Regions from separate parts of the Mus musculus genome. Here region 2 is linked to region 1. The links are chromatin contacts, called in public Micro-C maps. All regions are on one chromosome and are shown on one strand. Each heading gives the region's core, a stretch centred on a gene start, on an enhancer-like site or on the middle of the called end of the contact. The rest is flanking DNA. Distances are from core to core; before and after follow the strand shown. Region 1 overlaps Sh3gl3 (SH3-domain GRB2-like 3). Region 2 overlaps Sh3gl3 (SH3-domain GRB2-like 3).

Region 1 (2,700 bases), core at 102-2,601:
AGGCAGGAGAAGTCTGACTTCTGAAAGCTGTGATTCCAAATGATCCCATGAATTTGCTTAAATATCAAGAAGTCCAAACACATAAACACCCACCAAAAATGCAACTTATTTTCCCAAGTGCACTCTACATGAATTGATCCACGTTATACACTGTACTATTGTCAGTCCATACATGTAGAAGAATACTTTCTTTTACAATCATCTTATTTTTAAGTTGGGCAATAATTCAATTAATCTGCTCTATTTAAAAAGCTTTTTTAGCTTTTTTAAAGACTGGCTTACAGAGATACTGCATGAATGCTGCTGCGGACCCTCCCCCTGCAGCACAGGGACCAATCACAGTGAACAGCTCCTAACCTATACTTGCTATCTATAGCTCAGTCCTCCCTCTCCCTACCTAAGCATCTCTTACTAGATTCCACCTGTGCACCTCACACACACACACACACACACACACACACACACACACACACACACACTTCTAAACATTCCAGTGCGCATTCCCTAATAAGTTCAGGAGTACATTTTCTAGGGAAGACATCCTTTAGAGCTCGAAATTCAAAGGACACAGTCTTTGTTTTTGAGATGGGGGTGGGGTGGGGGTGGGGGCCACTTCTCATCATATTGCAAATAAGTTTCACACATTATCCCAGGCTCCTGGAACTGCTAATTTTGGCTCTGGCCACAGGAGGAAGCAGAGTACAGTGAAGCCTAGGGAAGGGTTTCTGGGCAGGAGGGCAGACTTGGAGAATGATCCTTGGGAGAGTGAACAGCACAGAACAGGAGCCAGAAGCATGGAAGGCCTCGGGCACTCAGATGCAGTGAAGGGCAGAGCTGCTTCGAGTCCTGGTATTCCACGGTCCGTGTCTTCCAGTCATGGTTGGTTTTGCAGAAAACAAGCTTCCTTTTTTAGTGACAAGTAATTAACATCCCACTAGCTTAACATTAAAAATGTTGAATTGGCTCTACCTTGATTAAACAACTTCCCAAAGACCTTTCCGACCCCGCGACTCTGCAGCCCCTCAGCCCCAGCTCCAGTTTCATGCTATGCTGAAGCCAGCACTGCTGGAGACAGGAGGGGAAGACCTTCAGAGAGAGGAGAAATACAGGTTCCCAGGCTGACTACCATGTTAGGCAGTCAATGAAACCTGAAAAGGAACATCTGGATTTGTCCTGAGGCCTGTGATTATGTAAATAAATTTCAAGGGATTCTTTTCAAGTTGTTCTAAAGGTTAAGGAGAAAAGAGATAAGGCCTTTTTAACATGCGAGAGGAAGGGAGAGCATGCCCGCTGCGCATTCTCTTTGTGGCTATGCACTCTGCTGTCTGCAGAACACCACCTCTTACTTGGAGGCTGCTGGTGGGGAAGGGAGGGAAGGAGGTGACAGACAGTCTGGGTAGAGAAGAAAGCATACAGCCTGCACTCAGATTGAGAGGGAATGGAAGAGAGGAGAGCTCAGCACAGCAGCTTCCTGAAACCAGGAGGCTTTGACACAGACAGGCTCTGAGGCTGGGGTGCTGCCAAAAGCAAACTCTCGAAAGCATAAAGGTGTGGAAGAGGGTGGGTGTGTGTGTGTGCAGGTGTGCATGCACATGATCTGTGGATATGAGTGTAGAGACCAGAGGATGACCTCAGGTGTCACATTGCTACCTAACCAACCACAGTCCCCTTGGGACACGGCCCTTCACTAACCTGAATGCAGTCAAGTAGGCTAGGCTGGCTGGCCAGCCAGCCCCAGGGACCCACCTGTCTCCACAGACTCTATTCCAGCAACTGACATGAGGTTTAGGTTTCAGCAGATAGCAACAGGTTTGTACAGCTAAGCATCCCAGCCAAGGTGTGGTTCTGCCCAGCATCCTCACAAGTCTCAGCTCCTCTCTCCTGACAAGTTGTCAGAACTGTGTCAAGTCTTTCTGGAGGGCGCAAGCTCCCCCTGGCTGGCACCAGCTTTGAGGCTTTTCCTTCTCCAGACATAAGATTCCTGGGGTTCACCTTTTCTTTTCATCTTTTCTTCCTTCCTGCCTTCATGCCTTCAGGACAGTTAGAGAGAAGGAAGAGGAGGGGGGGGTGGGCACTGTGATCCTGAAACTGAGAAGTTGGTAGGGGCTCTGAAACCAAGAAAATGATGATAATGTTCATGGGATGTATAGACAGTATACGCCAATGGTAGAGATAACACTTTGTAAGAAAAAATATTTCCTTTTTTTTTTCATTTTCCCAGGAAAATCAAAAGAATTCCTAGACTAGCAAGATGGCTCAGTAGGTAAAGGCAATCCTCCTGACCCAGGTTCAATCCCCAAAAGACTCACAATAGAAGACCAACTCCAATCGTCTGTGGATCTATACACAGGCACACACACACACACACACACACACACACACACACACGCACACACACAAATAAATACAAACACCCTATTGTTTCATTAAAAATAAATATTCATGCTTAAATTATAGCCTAGTACAGCACCTCCTATCAAGCAGTTCAGAGTTGAAGGCACCGACTTCCCCTCTTGCTTGCCATTGTGTTCTTTCTTGCTAAATCCAGTGGGCACCTGAAGATGGTGCCAGGCACCTCTGGAGATGCCCTGCAACGCAAGCAGGTGTCAGGCACTCTGCCACTCCTACCTATGCTTCTTACCCAAAATTAGCTTAGCAAAATGGGCACCTTGTATGGTTAGCCCAAGGTACAGACATTGG
Region 2 (2,700 bases), core at 171-2,670, 36 kb before region 1:
TTAAGATCCACCTTTCAGAAGAGATGAAGCAGAGACAGAGGCAAAGTTGGGGCCAGGACCTGAAGCAGCACGGCCTAGATTAATTACCCATGCCTCAGCCACACCCTGACCAGCGCTGCCTCGTTATACACGCCTCAGCCTACTATTGAAATCAGAGCCTCCTTTCACATGGAATGTTCGTGTGTTTCTCTTGGTGCAGACGGGGCTACACTGAATAAGCTGCTCTGCCCAGGTTTGCCCTGCCACCTGCCTCTTTAACGGGCTTGTTGAGAACAAGCAGGTCAGGATACAGGAGCTGATGCAGATGCCATGGATGGGTGTTACTTACTGTCTGAACCCAGCTTGTCAGAGCTGCCAGCGCCCAGACCTTGACTCTAAACCCAATAACATAACTCCAGATGTTTGTTTTTAAGTATAGCATATGAATTGAATAATCTAGTTGGTAAAGAAGCCATATACATCCTATCATTATATATATTAATAAATTTAAAAATCAACTTTAGATATGTCAATGATATTAACATGTTGAAAGGGTTTTCAATGCACAGAATTTCTTTTTTCAAAATCAAACACAAAATAAGCTTCTCTTCTTAGGGTCTTAACACTTCTAGGAAACCGGGCGTGGTGGCGCATGCCTTTAATCCCAGCACTCGGGAGGCAGAGGCAGGCGGATTTCTGAGTTCAAGGCCAGCCTGGTCTACAAAGTGAGTTCCAGGACAGCCAGGGCTACACAGAGAAACCCTGTCTCGAAAAAACAAAACAAAACAAAACAAAAAAAAAACAAAACAAAAAACAAAAAAAAACACCTCTCGGGCACTTCCTGGAGGAAGGCTGGCCAGGTCCTACCTACATTAAAGAGAATGCCCTCCCAACCCACACCCAGAGCGGGCTTTCCCCCAACCTGCACTGCCGGCCACACCCAGGCCCCCAGCTCCGGTCTGAGGAATCTAATCGTTAGGACAAGCTCTGCTCAAAGGGCCCAAGACAAAGGGGAGGAAGCAGAGCAGTGTGGACCCAGCTCCGACTGCACCAGAGCCACTCTCCAGGTAGATGACCAGGGGACAGGACAGGGGACAGAGTCTGCAGTCCATCATTGGAGTGCCAAGCCAGGAACACTCTTCTAAATTATTTCATCTGCATATATGATTCTAGATGCCCCCATGTGAGGCCAGCCGGGCACACATACTTATCTCTGTATCACAGCTGATATGTCGGTTCTAATGGCAGAAAAGTATTTGCTGTGCAGCTGCTGAAACAGATGGGAACAACAGCCTAGATTACCAAATGATAAATCAGTTGTTATAAATCGGAAAAGCCTTGTCACACAAGCCTTGAGACACAGTTGACTCTCTAAGACATATGAGCACCATTTGGCCCTGGAGTTGTTGCCAAGGCCCACATGTTATGCATTCTGACAGCTGGCCACTAGGGGAACCAGTTAGTCACATTCCGTTTCCTTCCTCAACTTGCCCAGACTAGATGTGGTTCAACCTGATCCTGGCTTGGGCTGGGAAGCACTGGGGTCCTGCCTTCCCGACTCTGCACCCCATGCTTGCATTTGAACATTCTGGATTCCCACTCCAGGTCATATTCCCAATAGTAGGCGGTTCTCTCTCGGGCACAGACAGCCCATTTCTAACCCGTCACATGTTCAAAAAGCTTTACCTTTTCCATGTTCAGAAATTCTTCATCTAGCTTCGTTCCTTCGGCACCACTTATTTTTTCACTAAACAGCTGCAAAAACAAACACAAATGCTTTCACTGAACAAAGATTCTCTATATTCCTTTCATTGAAATTAGTGACAAAAATCTTGGCTCTGGCGTTGTTGGATTTTTGGTTTTCTGTACACTGGGGTTTTGCCTGCATATCTATCCCTGGAACATTAGTTACAGACAGTGAGCTGCCATGTGGGTGCTGGGACTCGAACCCAGGCCCTCTGGAAGAGCAGCCAGTAATTTTAAAGGTTCCTGAGTTCGAGCCCTGGAGCCCACGTAGAGGTAGAAGGAGAGAACCAACTCCACAAGGTTGTTCCCAGACTTCTATATGTGCACTGTGGCATGCGTGCGGGTGCATGCACACACACACGCACACCACAACAGCTACTAATGAGAAAAGAAAAGATCATGGAACAATGTACACTTCCCATTTGTCTAAGCTTTATCATGCACCCATCCTCATCAGATGGCACAAAGCAGTTCTAATACACGCAGTGACAAGACAGCTAGGGACACAAGAGTGACAAGAGTTAGCAGCACCCCAACAGCCTGAATGTAAGAGACAGGCGGTAAAAACGGACAAATACTAGGACCAAATGCAAACTATTATCAATTCATCAACTTGACAGACTCTCAGGGCTGCTTAGAAAGTATCTCGTCTGCAGAGCAGGAGGCAGATCATTCAAGACCTGACTCCTAGAATGCGTGGCATTTGAGTTTGTTTTTTAAGGACAGTGACATTTCAGTGTGCAGCACAGCGGGAAAGGTCTTCTGGGATGTGGTGGTGTTTTCAAAAAGGAAAACTGAGAGGAATGGGAAGGGTGGTTTGATACTGAGCACAGTTCCTATCCTTTGTGGCTATCTGTACAATAAGAGAGGCTTAGCAGCATCCCTGCTGTCTACCGCTAAATGATAATAGAAGTCATGTGCTCACTGTGCACACTCATGTGCACACACACAAACACATGCACACATCTGCCACAC

The links. Hi-C and Micro-C count contacts between places; a contact is called where the count stands out from the background.
Region 2: a Micro-C map of embryonic stem cells shows a contact between it and region 1, with 10 times the contacts expected there. The contact joins two enhancer-like sites. A contact is called at or near these places in 3 of 15 datasets of contacts at CTCF or cohesin (the NIH/3T3 cell line, large pre-B cells and stem cell-derived epiblast-like cells), 11 of 484 Hi-C or Micro-C datasets (Sertoli cells, double positive thymocytes, embryonic stem cells and 3 more) and 5 of 115 datasets of contacts at active chromatin or transcription factors (embryonic stem cells and neural progenitor cells).

What each region holds. Positions count from the first base shown.
Region 1 is chr7:82,222,727-82,225,426 of GRCm38.p6, reverse strand. The region is part of intron 1 of Sh3gl3 (SH3-domain GRB2-like 3); the gene reads right to left. Among named protein-coding and RNA genes, the nearest start is that of Gm32903, 32 kb to the left of the region's middle. Within about 2 kb of position 1,351, at least 15 of the 459 cell types and tissues checked have an H3K27ac peak or open chromatin away from gene starts, as enhancers often do. A contact at or near this core is called in embryonic stem cells, where this site is marked.
Region 2 is chr7:82,259,166-82,261,865 of GRCm38.p6, reverse strand. It overlaps Sh3gl3 (SH3-domain GRB2-like 3), which reads right to left. Exons shown (of 9, transcript NM_017400.7): 2 at 1,666-1,734. Among named protein-coding and RNA genes, the nearest start is that of Gm32903, 4.6 kb to the right of the region's middle. Within about 2 kb of position 1,420, at least 4 of the 459 cell types and tissues checked have an H3K27ac peak or open chromatin away from gene starts, as enhancers often do. A contact at or near this core is called in embryonic stem cells, where this site is marked.